Linked DNA regions of Mus musculus: region 2 is linked to region 1. A link is a contact called in public Hi-C data. All regions are on one chromosome and are shown on one strand. The core of a region is the stretch at or near the end of the contact, and the rest is flanking DNA. Distances in the headings are between cores, read along the strand shown.

Region 1 (7,805 bases), core at 1,778-4,277:
CCATAAGAGAATCCTAGAAACATCTGGAGGAAGTTAGATTCTGAAGAGCTTACCATGAAAAGAACATCTGTGAATTTGATCCTCAAGGTCATGGGATTCTGAAGCTCACTGAATCTGTCACTCAGGCAGAGGTGACACTTTTCTTCCTTGAGTCCCAAGAAGCAACTGATGAGGCAGTTAGGAGCTGAGGTAAAGCCTACTTAGCATCTTCTGTCACGTGTCTGTGAGCTGTTCCCTGGCAATGAGGCTCGACCAGATGACTGCTCAGTTAGTAGGGAAGTGTGATGTGGTTTGAAGAAATAGTTTCCAGGAAGAGAGAGTTTCATTAAATATTGCAAACAAGATGTAAATCAATTCTTTTTCTCCTTGAATAAATTGGTGGTGACATTTTCAAAAAAAAATATGTGGGATTGTGAGACAAGAAAAACAATATATACAACTAAGAAACTAACATTCTGAAGATCAGTATGTATGCCTCTGTGTGCACCTCCTGTGTCTAATAATCTCTAATAAACATGGCAACAATCTGTTCATTCAGAAAATCAATTCTCAGAGTACTTGCATGATTCTAACAACTGATTTTGTAAAGCATGGCCTTGGTCTTCTAGTCCCAGGAGTGAGCTTATGGCTTCCACTGGCCTTAGAACTTGATGGTGCATTGTACATCACAAGTGAACTTCATGGCTGGAAGGACCTGAAGGATGTCCTGATAAGGGCCATCAGTCTGCTAGAACTACCTGCACTCAGTAACTGAAGAGATGGATCAAATGAACATCATTTTAGGAAAAATAAGAAGCACGCTTTGCATTCAATTGATTTCACAATCAAGTGTTCATTGAAGCTTGCCAAGGAATTATAAATACTAGCTAACCTCAGATGGGAACTCTGAACTGTCTTCTCAAAATTCTAACATATTTATAGTTTCTTCCTGTCTGGCTTCAGCATATTTATATAAAGTAGTATGTATTAGTCTGATAGATTAACCAAGTACAAGTTTAGTTAATTAAGTATGTAACAGAAGCCAGCTTTAGTGGTATATACGTATATTCCCAGCTACTTGGGAGTCCAAGGTAGAAAGATCTTTTTTATTAATTATTTTTATTAATTATTCCATCCCATTCCAATAATTACATCTCAAATGATATCCCCCTTCCTGGTTACCCCTCCACAACACCCCCATGCCATCTACCCTCTGCCCCCTCCCATTTGCCTGTATGAGAGTTCTCCATCACCTACCCACCCACCCCTGTCCCACTGTTCCAGCATCCCCCTATACTGGGTCATCAAACCTCCACAGGACAAAGGGCCTCCCCTCCCTCAGACAAGGCCATCCTCTGCTTCATATGTATCTGGAGCCATGGATCCCTCCCTGTACCCTCCTTGGTCAGTGGTCTAGTCCCTGCATGAGCCCAATATAAGAAGCTTAGAGATGATCTCCAAAAACAAGAGCCACATAAGAAAACTGGTAAAATCAAGAGACTGCCATATCCAGGGATCCATCCCATAATTAGCCTCCAAATGATGACACCATTGCATACACTAGCAAGCATTTGGTGCAAGGACCGTGATATAGCCGTCTCTTGTGAGACTAGGCCAGGGCCTAACAAACACAGAAGTGGATGCTCACAGTCAACTATTGGATGGATCACAGGGCCCCCAATGGAGGAGCTAGAGAAAGTACCCAAGGAGCTAAAGGGATCTGCAACCCTATAGGTACAACAACATTATGAACTAACCAGTACCCCGGAGCTCTTGTCTCTAGCTGCATATGTATCAAATAATGGCCTAGTCGGCCATCACTGGAAAGAGAGGCCCACTGGACAGGCAAACTTTATATGCCCCAGTACAGGGGAACGCCAGGGCCAAAAAATGGGAATGGGTGGGTAGGGGAGGTGGGGGTGTGGGAGGCTTTTGGGATAGCATTGGAAATGTAATTGAGGAAAATATGTAATAAAAAAAATTTTAAAAAAAAGAAAACTGGTAAAGGGAAACAGGTTGGCTAAATCAGCACAAACTGATCTGACCTAAGCAATTGATGAGAGACACTTGGAACAAGTACAGAGGTTAGGTGCTGTGAGGGATACAGGGGGCAAGCTGTGCTGTCAGTGAGGGGGGACAGGGATGGCAGAGTCAGGCCTCAAGGTGAGTGATGGCAGCTGGCAGCATGTGTGTGCCCTGCAGACTCATTTAAGATTTAAAACTCTCCTGGAAAAATGTAGCGAACCATCTACAGGTAAGAATTTAAATGCAGAGCCTTGATCACAGCTAATCGTGGTGTACTCATGACACTGCCAGGAACTGTACATTTGAAGGCAAAATGAAGTCCCAAATATGTGTAAAAATTAGGTTTTAAAGGCCATTCTCGAGAATATGGATAAGCATGCAGTGTGTCTATGGGGGGCGGGGAGAGTATGCATAGTCTCATGTCCTCAAAGGAAGTTGAATGGGGTGCTTCCAGACAAGGGCTACAGGCTAGACAGATTTCCCACTATTTCAGGAAATTGAACAAGTTATTTGAAAAGCTCTGCCAAACTCAATCCCATTTACTTCCCTTTCCCCCTCACTGCACAGACGTTCCCTGAGGTAGAAAGGCTATTCTGGAAAGGCAAGTGTAGCGGGAAGAATTCGCATGGATGCTCATAACCAACTTGAACAATTTGAAACTTCTCCTGGTAACTGACGAGAGAACTGTCACAAAGGGGCTATAGTTTCCCAGTGCTACTGTCCTTAGAGAATCCTCACTGTAAGTCTGGAGTGACCTGCTTTGAAGTTCACAAACAATGATGATCATTTTTAGAAAGGAATAATTGTACATTTGAGGGGGTTTACAGTCCTCCTTTGATAAATTACTGATGTCTCTCTAGCATCTGACAGCTACCATATGCAAATTGGAAATCCCTTCCTTAGTAAATTTATGTGCATCTTGTAAGAATATCACACTTTGACTTTTACAGCAAGCTGTAGAACAAGGAGGCAGAGGCAGTCTGTTCAGAAGCTGGTTGTCAAGGCAACTGCACCTTCTTCCAATAAGAAAACCAAAGGGATTTTCCAACAGCATATTGGGGAGGAAATTTAAGCATGTATTGTCCCTATGCATATTTTCCATTGATCTAAAGACAATGTTGCCAGGAGCTTATTAGCCACCTCAGAAAAAGCTTCTTTCTCTATTGAATCCTCAGCAAGACATGAAATCAATGTGATTACAGGTGTAAGTACTTGCTTTGGATCTCATGGCATTTCAGCATATGTTGGGAAAAGGTTACAAGAATTAACAGGAAAAAAAAAAGAACTAAAGCCTTCTCGTTTTACATGGTGTTATGACTAGTTGATTTTCTATCATCTACGAAAGCCCAACACACTATTCAGATGTGTCCTGCTTAACCTCTCTCACAGTTCTGACATAGACAGAAACCAGGTAATGCGAGCTACGTAGAGTAAAACAAATCAAGGACAGCTGAGAACCAGGATCTGGGGTGACATTAGCTTCTAACCCTCTGAGTGATAGACCCTTTTGTGTCCTTTTGTGTGATGCCAAGAAGCGAGATGTAGCACATGAAGACAGAGATAGGTAAGGAGGGAGAGCCACGGAAGACTGTGCTCTACTGTAATTATCAGGCTGAGCCTTTAGACCCCAATGGAAGAGCTAGGGGAGGGACTGAAGGAGCTGAAGGGGATTGCAACCACATAGGAAGAACAATATCAACTAACCAGGCCACCTAGAGCTCTTAGGGACTAAACCATCAACCAAAGAGTACACATGGATGGATCCATGGTTCCAGATATATATGTAGTAGAGGATAACCGTATCTGGCATTAATGGGAGGGGAGGCCCTTGATACTGTGGAGTTTTGATGTCCCAGCATTGGGGGAAGCTAGAGCAGTGAAGTGGGAATGGGTGAGTGGGTGGAGGAGCACCCTTAAAGGCAAAGGGGAGGAGGGATTGTTCAGTCCCAGGACTGGAGTGACAGATGGGTAGTTAAAAGCACTTGCAACTCAGGCTGAGGGCTCATGGGGGCTCACATCCAACTACAACTGTAGGTGAGGTGGACTACTCAGACACCAGTCACCCATGCGGTATGCATATGTAGGTAAAAATTCATACATTTTAAATAAATACATCTTTAAAAGCTAAAGAAAGAGAGATAAATCTCTGGTGGCCCTCCTCTTAAAAAAAATATTGAGTCAGGAAAGAGTCCAATGGTTCTCAACCATCCTAATGTTATCTTTTTAATACAGTCCCTCATGTTGTGGTTACACCCAACCATAAAATTATTTTCATTGCTACTTCATAACTGTAATTTTGCTACTGTTATTAATCATGATGTAAAAATATGATATGCAGCATATCTGATGTGCAACCCCCAAAGGGGTCGTGACCCATAGCTTGAGAGCTGGTTTAATCTGATCATTCCTCTCTGCAAAATGAGAGCAGTGACATGGACAGCTATTGCATTGGAATGCCAGGAGGTCTTAGTGAGATCCTATACATGAAGTCTGCTCATGCACACAGGACATGTCACTATTAGGTGCTGAAGCATCCTAATGTCTTATCTGTGAATGAGCTGCTGTATGGGTAATGGCACATTTTATCTGCCACCTCAGCACCAATATCATCCCTCTACCCTCTGACTCCTCACAACTTCCGGCTCCCCTTCCCCAGATATTTGGGCAGGTCACTATTTCTTAGGTTTTTATACCTCTGCCTAATTGCTTTAGCAATTTAATTAGTATTAAATAAAATATTCTCCTAGCTAGTAGAACACCTGCCCCGCCCAACACTTCTGGAATGTATTCATGGGTGTATATGAGGCTCAAAGCCACAGCCTCTGCAATATTTACTTTCCAGTCATATTCGATTTAAAAATAAACACCACTTTTCTCCACCCACACTTGAGATAAGCTGATGGACTCTAAACTAACATCAACACTAAAACACTATGCTTCTCAAGTCAGCTGCCGACTCTTATTTTTGAGCAGCTAAATAAGAGAAGCTAACATTTCTAAAATTTGGATACATAGCCTACTTTCTCCAGAACAAGGAAGGGTCTGTCAACCTATAATTCCTAGCTGTGAAGCTCTCCTCTTTTCCTTTTAGCCTAAATTTTCTTTGAATGAAATATTATCTTTCACACATATAACCTAAGAATAAAACAGAGACATAGAAGCAGGGCAGTAGGTAGTCTTTTTTATCGATGTGGTCAAAAGCCAAACTTAAGATCTATTGTAGATCTTAGGTTGGCTTACAATAAGATCGTGGAGTTGAAAGTCCCAGTTCACAGTATAGGTCTCGTATCATCCGTGTCTCCCTTTTTATTAAACATATAAGATGTTTGTGATCATGATGCTCAGTACTTAGTTTGCCGTTTTATTCTTTTTTGCCACCAGATGAACTCTGGAGTAAATCAACATAAAGCAGCCTTCTTGTACCCTCTAGAAAACTAGACATAAAATCAACATTTATTTAGGTTCTGTTCTCTAAAATTTCTGACACATATGGACCTCAAAGAGCTAGCAGTCAGAAAGGACCACAGCTTAAGGAGACTAAGGAATATACCTGGTCAAAGAGAAGAAAATGTAAATTTTTGTGGACCAAAACTACATTATGTTCCAGGTTCATCATGGTGTTTGACCTACAAGCAAGTTCACTCTTCATAATCCTCATAAAGAGCTTATACACAGGAGGCCTTGACTCTCCTTATTCTGTTTCAACTACTTTGTTCTGCTCAATCATCTGCAGAAATATTTGATACAAAGAAGAAATTATTTCTTTAATTATGCTGATAACAAGAGCTGAGGCAGAACCTGTTTCTGAATATGATCGAAGCCATTTGCAGAGCACAGGGGCCAATCAAAATGTGGCTACACAATTCATCACCGAACCTTCTAGGTATGAGTTCTGCTAGACTGAGCTGGCCTCCACTCCTCCCCTTCAAGAATTTACTCTTCACCAGAAGGTGACTGATTGATACACGATTCAGAAATATTTCTCTAAGTCCCATCACCTTTAGATTCCCCAGCAGGGGAAGAAAAATTGCCTTTAAACCATGACCATATATAGTCAAGAGAATGATCTCCTTGTGATGAAATGTTTCTAGTTTTCTGCAACCAAGTTCTGTTTCTAGAGCAGAAACAGTGCTAAGACAGGACAGGACTTCCATGGTGGTAAGGTTAGACGACTCTTCACAGACCAAGCCCTGGACACAGAAGACCATGACCTCATGTCCACACTGTCACAACCATGCCATGATGACCAAACCATCACAACCATGTCATCACAACCACACCATCACACCCTCCTGCTTTGACTTTGTTCCTTATACTCACAGTACAGCAGCCACAGCAGAAAATGCTACAAACGAACATGGCCCAAATATGGAAACCTTTTCCTCATTAAGTAGGAGGAGGATATTTAACATGTACACAGCCTACAGGGGTTTTACAACGTTGGCAACCATTGAGAGATTATGTCCATTCTTTCCAACAGCATTCAAGAACTAGACTGCTGACTTTTGTTTCTGCTTGAAATTGATCTTTACCTCTGGCGAAGCTTAGAAGCTCATAATTTATATATAATCTACATTTTTATAACATTTATAATTTATATATGAAGAAATGTATAGGATATTATATAGAAGATATAAATTTTATTTTAAAATTATTATTTTAAATATTTTATTTTAATTAATTTATTAGTTAATTAAAATTAATTTTAATTAAGAAATAAATATTTTAAAAATAAAATAAATATATTTTTAAATATAAAGATATATATTCTTAAGATATATATATGTTATATAAATTAAGATATTTATACATAAGTAGATAGATCATACATATTAATAAATCCCTCTGCAACAGAATATGAGACTACTCTGTCAGTATAAGGATGGGAAATGCTATTTGACGAACAGATCTTAGGTCCACACCCACAGCACAGCGCTGACACGTTCCTTTGAGGCTCTAGGCCATTTATCTTCACCAGGTACCAAGCTATCAGGTGGCCAAGCTGGAGTTGCCAAGCAGCCTTTATCCAAAGAATATGCTCTCCTGCCCTGATCAAGTTTTCACCAGCAAAGTTTAACCAGACCCTTTTGTCTCACGTAAAGCTTTACAGAGGTTGTAGAAATGTAAAAGAGTGGAAGAGAAAGCCCGATGATGTAGCAATTCCTTCCCAGAGCAATGCACCAAAGGCAAACAAACGGAGCGGATGCCCGAGAGAGCATGGACGATTAGGAAATACCAAGTCAGCATGACGTGGTGACAGAACGGAAAGAAGAGCCAACAGATCCCCACTCCTTTCGTTTGTATTTTGTATCTTAGGAGATGAAAAAGAGGAGTTCTTCAGCTTTCTGTAATATGCACACTTTTGATAGACACCCTACAAGGCCTGTTCACAGGGCTCCTGCTCATGGTCAATGCAAACATTGCACTCTTTACAGAAAGGCTGCAAGCTGCAGTATGCAGCTCGTATTCTTGCAAAGTTATTTTGTACCGCGAGTACATCAGAGTCATTAATTCACATTTCACTATGCTATGAACCTGAAAATTCTCATTAAAAATAGCATCCCCTCAAGCGCCACCAGGATGTATTGACTGTCAAAGAGGCACTTCCTAATTGTCTACCAAAGCCCAGGAAAATTATTTATTACACTGTTGTATTCTAGGCTTCTTTCTTCATGGTGTAATGAAAATGCATTTGTTTTCAGTAGCAGTCTTGCCTTTCCCATTATACTTCCTCAGATAATCACTAATCTGCCAAATGTAATAGTTTTCTAGTCACTCCTAAAATGTATCCTGAATTTAAG
Region 2 (7,805 bases), core at 3,301-5,800, 360 kb before region 1:
TCTTCCTATTACCATGTAATTCAGCACCTGGGAAGCCCTGGGTCAAACCATGACTTCCCAATGATAGCAGTTAAGCACTGTCCCTCCCTGCAATGCTACTGAGTATTCCCAGATGATCAGAGAGTTCTGGAGAGGGATTCCTTCTCAACAGAATCTTTACCTGTGAGTGACAAGTTTTCATCACTTCATCAACAAAATAGATATTTTCACAGATGACACACATTCTCAGGAAAGCAGTAGGGTCAAGGAAAGATGCTCCCCAGAAGACACCTACAGTCCAGTGACATGTTTAAGAGCAAAATAAATGAAAGCAGACAATATTATATAAATGTGAGTCTGTATTTAAAAAGGATAGAATATTTGTATAACATATAGATTATTTTGAGAGCTGGGAAGTCATCAGACAGTGAGAGGTCTAACTGTACTAGCCTAGAGATTTGTAAACATCTTGGAGATCTAGCTCAGTCGTTGTCATTCACTGATAGGAAACAAGAGGTCCATAGGGAATCACTACACCATCCAGGTCCATAGAGAGTCAGCATTTCCAAAGAAACAACCTTTCGTGGTCCTTAACCAAGGTGTTTCTTAGTTGTTGAATAAGCATAATGAGAACCAGACATGAGGATTCTGAAAAACTGTTAATGAATTAACCAGGGTGTGTGTGTGTGTGTGACACTGACTATGTAATTATCTGCAGTGGAAGAGTACTGGTAGCTAATGAATATGAGTAGCCAAAGATAACAAACAAAAGAAAAACCTCATTGAAATGATAGCACATACATTTGTAAGTCTTAGGATAAAATAAGATGAGAGCCGATGTCTATACTTTTTAATGTACTGTATAATAAAAAAGTGATGTTTGACTAAATGGTTTTATCTATAAAATGTACCTAAAATAATCTAAGATTTGTTGTGCATCAATAATATGCTTTTAAAAGAAACACTGTATTATCCTGCACATCTCGCATAAATAAAATCAGTGATTATAAGCTTGTGATAAACCCTGAATAGAATAGAAGATAGAAAAGAATGGAGCCTTTCATATGCCTCATTTTCTTCTCTGGGTCATGTGAGGCCATTGTCTTGAGTCAAAATTTATTACTGGATACTAATTACCCAATGTTGTGATAACATGCAGTTTATAAATGGACACCAAATACAGTCTGCACAAACACCCACCTTAAGTATCTGAGCCAGGTACCTCAGTTATATGTCTGTTCCATATAAGTGTTAAGATTTTTGGGCTTAAGTTGTAAATTACTACAGATATGTCCTCATGTACTTTTTCCCATGTAGTTTATTTACTAGGGAATCTACAAAAGAAACCAATTCATCTTCCCTATGTGTATTAATGTTCTCCTTAGATTTTGTATAAGAGAAGACATTAAGTGATGACGCAGGTTTATGCTCTAATGGCTAGGTGCAGAAAGATCCCTGACAAGTCTGTGTCAGAAAGTACCACCATACGGTTAATGCAAATCTCTGATAACACATACAAATGGGAAAAATTTTCAGAAATGCATTCATTTCTTCTCTTAAAGGTCAGCACGTAACTCAAAAAGAAGAAACCAAAATATAATGCAAATGTTAGTATTCCTTTCCATGGCAGTATTTACTGAATTTCCTTCAAATACCAAGCTGAGTATAGTTCTAAGAGTTTGTCAGAGTATTTTAAAATAAAGCATCATTACAAACGGCTTGTGGAGTGTGGAAGGTGAGTCCGTTGATGCAAGGAGATGACTCTAATAAATGGTCCTTTATAAAAGCAGGGGAATGTGGTAAACAGGATGCTAAAACATGATGTCATAGCCTTGTTACCCACACCTTAGGCAACATGAAGACACAGTATAAAGTATTGACTTGCACAGGCTCCACAGAAAGAGAAGAAAGATGTAGGCTTTCTCAGTATCTGCCATCCAAGTTAGTGGAGACCAGAAGAAAACTCTTTCAATATCTTACCACAATAGTTACCAAATTCTATACATAAAGGAAGAATGCATCGCAATCATTCCCCCCTCTTTGATTTTAAGATGAATTTTAAGTGGGCTAACTAGGAATTTTACATGTGATGTCTCATTTTTTAACAGCTTCTGACATATAATGGACTAAACTATGATAATGCAGATATGAAAGATGTGCAACCAACTAGAGGACAGGACTCTATTCTGCAGTCAGAGGAAAATCTGTGTGTTTCCCCCCTTAATTGTTTGGAATAAATAAAACAACATACTAAAATTTGTAAATCTTTGAAGTAGGAACATAAATCTAAATATTATTTTGCCATGAATTTCCTGTGTAGTTTGAAATAGTTTAAAATTAAAATGAAGTCTGCTCTATATTTTTCTAGCCATAAGGAAGATTTGTATATGACTACACCAATGAAATTTTAAAGTCGTTTTTAGTCAAAAATTAGAGATTTAATTTTGTTTAAACTTCAAAAATACATTTAAAGTAAGTGAACTTAGATCATGTAGAATGCTGCCTGCTAAGTAAAGACTGTTTTTTTCAAAAAAATAAAATACATTCTAAATCTTTTAAATATAGTTTTTAATACCTACCTAACTTTCTTTGTTTTATGTTTGAGTTTGGAGCCATCTCATGTTTCATCCAGGCAATTAATCATTAGATTTTAGACGCGTAAATCTGTCTGTTTCTCTTAAATTATCGACACTTATCAAATATGACATAAGCACATAACTATAATTTATAAAACTCTCATAGCTAAAAGTTTTCCAAAATGCTATTGTTTGGGATATATATATATATATATATATATATATATATATATATATATATATATCCTTTAGTTCCATGTTATAAAATAAAATTAATCTTTTAAGAGTAGGCAATGTAAAAGTATGTTTAGAGCATGTATATGTTTCAAAGAAATACCTAAACAAAAATATCTATACTTCCTACCAAGAGATGTGGTTTGGGTAGAAATAGCTATTTTAGATATCCTCACAAACATATTACAATTATACTGTAGTAATGTGTTTTAGATTCAGGTTGTAGTAATGTGTTTTAGATTCAGTTATACCTTAAAGAACGGCCATACTCACTGCTTATAAACTACAAAGGAAGTGTGTCTAAGTTTATAGAGCTTTGGAAAATGTTCCCATAACGACTGTGTATTTTTTAACATTCAGCATATTTTGCTCATTCAGGACTGGAAGTTTGCTCAGAGTGACCCATAATGTTCAAGCACTTGCACAAATGTTGCACCTGGAACAAAGAGGAGTGAAGGGGGCAAAGGTCAAAGCCAAGCCTTAATAAGCATCGACTAAACAGACTTCAGACTTAGTGAAAAGTCCAGACGCCCCCTGCAGCGTCATCTTACATCTGATTTTTCTCTTTTCAACATGGAGTATAATCCATAAATACCACCAAATCACTGGCAGCTTAGCCTCGGGTTTTAGTTTAGGGTTTTGTTTGTTTGTTTGTTTGTTTGTTTGGTTGGTTGGTTGGTTTTTTGTTTTTATCTTCTAGAGACTCCCCCCACCCCTTTGCAAAGATTTAAAAATTTAACCCTTTGCATCCCCCTATTAACCAATGAATGCCACGTTAGCTTACATCTGTAACCCTTTCCAGGACAAGAGGTGCCTTGAGTGTTTCCAAGGCAGAGTGCTGGCTGAGGGATTCCTATTTGCCTAAGACGTTTTGAATAACATTCTGATGAATGACTAATGGATCAAGACGATCAAACTTCACAGTCAGCAAAAAAGTGTGTCTTTCATGCATAGTCCACTGTGGTAGACTTAAATGGACACTTAGAGGATGGCCTAGTAGGTCATCAATGAGAGAAGCCCTTGGTCCTATGAAGGTTCTATGCCCAGTATAGGGAAATGCCAGGGCCAGGAAGTGGGAGTGGGTGGGTTGGGGAGCAGGGGGAGGGGATAGGGGATTTTCAGAGGGGAAACTAGAAAGGGGGATAGCATTGAAATGTAAATAAACAAAATATCTAATAAAAAATAAGAAATATAAAAAAATGTAACTTTATTTTGAAAAAACAAAAACAAAAAAACAAAACCTTAAAAGGAATTGCCTTTCTTCCACTTACTATCACAAAGAAGTTAAATTTGCATATGAGTTTCTATATGTGCATATGAGTGCTGAAAATGTCTAAATTTGGAGACTCTTCTAACTTCAGGTTAGGTGACACAGTCTGTCCTGATAATTTTATTGGCTTAATCTCATGGCTGCATGCTTTATTATCTCTCCTTTAACCTTTATTTTCTTTTAAACAATGCTTTTCCTCCAGGAAATATAGTTGGTCAAAGGGAGAACACAGAATAAACTGGGCATCCACCTTGAGCTTAGTAACTGAGAGAAGCCTTCCATTTGGAGGTGGGCTCACTGCAGGAGCTAGATGTGAGAGAAGCTGAGGCAAATTCAGTGGCTTGTTATTTACGACATTGCAGATTTTCAGAATGCCAGAGACATCTGCATGAGCCCCTATATTTATCCTCCCATCTATTCGTATAGCACCACTTCCTTTACAGCTAAGGATATAAAATTAGAAAACACAAGAGCGGACTGGTATGGGTATGATCCATAAGCCTCTCAATGAAAGATGAGGCTAACTGTCAGTGAGCACTAATGGCTGGGTGCACAGCATACTGGATGGGAGGCGTCTACTGTACAGGAAAGATTAAGCTGGAGAAGGCTCCTAAGCAAGAAAACCAGTACAAACAGTGTCCAGGGAGAGCTGAAGGGGGACCTGGGTTTCCACTGGATCTCAATCACAGAGTCATTGCTACGTTTCACAGGACAGGAAAGGGACACCGTGAGGGCAGACATTTTGTACAGCTGCAAAGATTCCGTAACTGTCCATAATTTTTCCTGGACTTTTTTTTTTTTAACCAAAATGAAAATTAGGATTCATGAAGCAAAATCAGAATGGGAATCTCAACCACAAACTTGCAAAAATGAAAACTACTAACACTCACTTAGCTTAATGAGATGTGGCGTTATTGTTGCATTAAATACTTTTAATCGGCCTTGACCCTCACAGAATCAAGACCTGCTTAGTAGCCAATGGTACTACAGAAAAGAGGAAAATAGAAGTAGCTGAGAACTATCACCCTTATTTAAAACTGTTTCTTGATTATTTAGTATGAATGATGAAGAATTTCAATCCCAATTTAATTTAATAATCCCCGTGATCCCATTCTCCATTATTTTCTATAGCCTGGCTCTGATTCATGATTAAATCAACTCCGTGGTTCTGATGGTAAAGATAAGCTGTAGCTAGTTATAAAGTAAAACATTAGATGGCACTTTACTCTCATTTCTATTGTTAGGTCATAGTTTTGATCTCGTAAGATTTTAAACATAGTCACACAGGGTAAGGCAGAATTGGGCAAATTGGAGCAGTGAACTCATATTTGTAATTGGCTTTTCCAATTTTAAGTCAATAAGAAAAATATTTAATATGAGAATAGCTCACATGCTTAAAGACATGATGACAGTCCTCGGTCTCATGTATGGAAGTACAAGTTTGACTCACAGAGAGTTACAGTAAGCTATCCGAACTTTAATTTTCCCAAAGTTTGTAAAAAATTGACTTCATGTACTAGTGGCTTAGACCACAACTTTCAGAACTGTAAATTCTAGCAGTCCATCTTGATATTTGTATAATTTTGACACAAAAATCCTAATGAACGTTACCATTCCTAAGATGTATAAATTTTCAAACATTTGCATGAACGTAGCTCATGACAAAGCATCTCTTTATTTGTCAATCTCTATATTTGTCAATATATTTGTTACATACTAGGCTGTCCCCCATCCCAAATAATGAGTATAACCTTGAATCCAGGGCCTGCACTGCTATAAAGCCTCTATAGGATTTTCCAGTGGCACCAATAATTGATATTTACTTTCTTAATTTCTGTCTGCTTTTAAAATGTGCACCACGAGTTCAACTTTTCTTCTAAGATTTTATGTCAAAATAATGTCAGTATCTCACAGTTTGCCATTCCAAAAACATACTTAGAACATAGTACTTTTAACTGTAAAAATGAATATAAAGATAATGATTTGAGTCAAGAATTTATCCAAAAGAGCGTCTGAGTATAGCTCAGTGGTCAAATCTGTGCTTAGCACACGTTAGGCCTTGGGTTCAAGCCTTAGCACCACAACATCCCTAAAATGAGCTTGACAACAACAAAAAAATTATGGGTGCCTACCAAAGTAGATACCCACTTTCAAAGCATATATAACTAACTTCATTGAACTATATATTATGTATATACATATGTATATACATATATACATACATATCTCATCTTCTATTTCCAGTATTATTGTTAGAAAAAGTATGAATAAACATCAAGGAAAATATTTTTCATTTCTTATCATTCATTTACAATATATCAAAAAATCTTGATAATTAATATTTCCATAAAATTGAAAATGCATGCAGATAATACTAATAAATATCATGTATACATATGACATAATAATGATTTACATAAGGAATGGGGAAAATAAATATGACATTCTATCTTCCTATCTCAATTCAATTGTTATGCTACTATTTTAAGGTACTTTTTTAAAAAACAAAGCTGTGTAAGTGAATGACAATTCTTTTGGATTTTTATGATTAAATGAGAGAATCAGATCAACTAATTTACACTAAAGAATAATCATGCAGTTATTTAATGTTAAACATTTTCAATATTTTCAGCTAGTTTGGATAGGCTAGGAAGGGTAAAATACAAAGCCAGAGCTGAGGCAGAGGCTTACAATGCCTCTAGTGATTTCTGTCCCGGCCCTTCCTCTGCACATGGTCAATTAGAATTGAAAATCCTGTGCTGATTTCATTCGCTGGAATTTTTAAGCAGGTCAGGAAGAAAGATGTTATTGAAAGGAAGAGTCTCATCTAAATAAGAAAGGAGCGTGTGGCCATCTGGTCTTAGCTATACGTATAAAAAGTTATTTCAGCTGAACTAAGGGTTGGTGTTTTAAAAGATGTGCCAAAAATCAACCCAAAATTCATTTATTTGTTTTATATATATATATATATATATATATATATATATCCTAAATGTTTCTGTTTAAACTTCCAAATATGCATTTGGTTCATTTCCTATCTGTGATTCATGAGTCGGTCTGACCCCAGTGTCTCCCTGGGCCTGAGTAGGTTGCAAGCAGAGGGCCAGTCCATCACTTTCCATACTCTCTGCCATCACGAGGGCATCTAACAAAACAGTGGCTCTTTTGTAAGTTATAAAAATCACTTTGATAGTATTCATTCCAATTAATCTTGAGTTCAGCACGCGTTCAGAGTGGAGGTAGGAGATTTGGAGCATAGAGCAGCTGAACCAGTTCCCCTTCTTAGCTATTGCGACCAGAGTTTCCTTCCATCTCTGAACACTGCTTGGGCATCTGTGCACAATAATTTCAGGCCTTTAACCTACAGGGTAAGCTTTAAAAAACACAATCTTTTTCTTCATGAGAGATTACGACCACAGAGTGTACTTTCAGGAATCAACTGGGTGCTCAGAAACACAGTCTAGTTCTGTAGTAATTATTGTTCTGTTCTTCAAATTTGGATTGAAGTTTTTGAGTTAGGAAAGTAGTAGGGTGTGTAGTATCTATAATAATATCTCACCCACTTTACTCAGTACCTGAGCATGATTCTCACTTAGAAGAATCATAACCAGTGGATCTTGCTACCCAAGTTTCATTGTATTAAAGTACAGTCACACTCTACGTTTCAAACCCTCTTGTACAATAACAAAAATAAATTGTGACCACAATCCTATATTCTAGTGTGCATGTTAAATATCACCCACACC

The links. Hi-C and Micro-C count contacts between places; a contact is called where the count stands out from the background.
Region 2: a contact with region 1 is called in a Hi-C map of cortical neurons, with 1.6 times the contacts expected there. The contact joins two enhancer-like sites. A contact is called at or near these places in 2 of 15 datasets of contacts at CTCF or cohesin (large pre-B cells and pro-B cells), 4 of 484 Hi-C or Micro-C datasets (cerebral cortex, cortical neurons, myocytes and 1 more) and 17 of 115 datasets of contacts at active chromatin or transcription factors (the 230-238 cell line, DN3 thymocytes, the SCID.adh cell line and 12 more).

The regions. Positions count from the first base shown.
Region 1 is chr1:137,541,078-137,548,882 of GRCm38.p6, reverse strand. No RefSeq gene overlaps it. Among named protein-coding and RNA genes, the nearest start is that of Gm34244, 190 kb to the right of the region's middle. Within about 2 kb of position 3,027, at least 14 of the 459 cell types and tissues checked have an H3K27ac peak or open chromatin away from gene starts, as enhancers often do. A contact at or near this core is called in cortical neurons, where this site is marked.
Region 2 is chr1:137,902,541-137,910,345 of GRCm38.p6, reverse strand. It overlaps Gm4258 (a long non-coding RNA gene), which reads right to left. Exons shown (of 3, transcript XR_003948014.1): 2 at 1-7,805. Among named protein-coding and RNA genes, the nearest start is that of Gm4258, 8.0 kb to the right of the region's middle. Within about 2 kb of position 4,550, at least 17 of the 459 cell types and tissues checked have an H3K27ac peak or open chromatin away from gene starts, as enhancers often do. A contact at or near this core is called in cortical neurons, where this site is marked.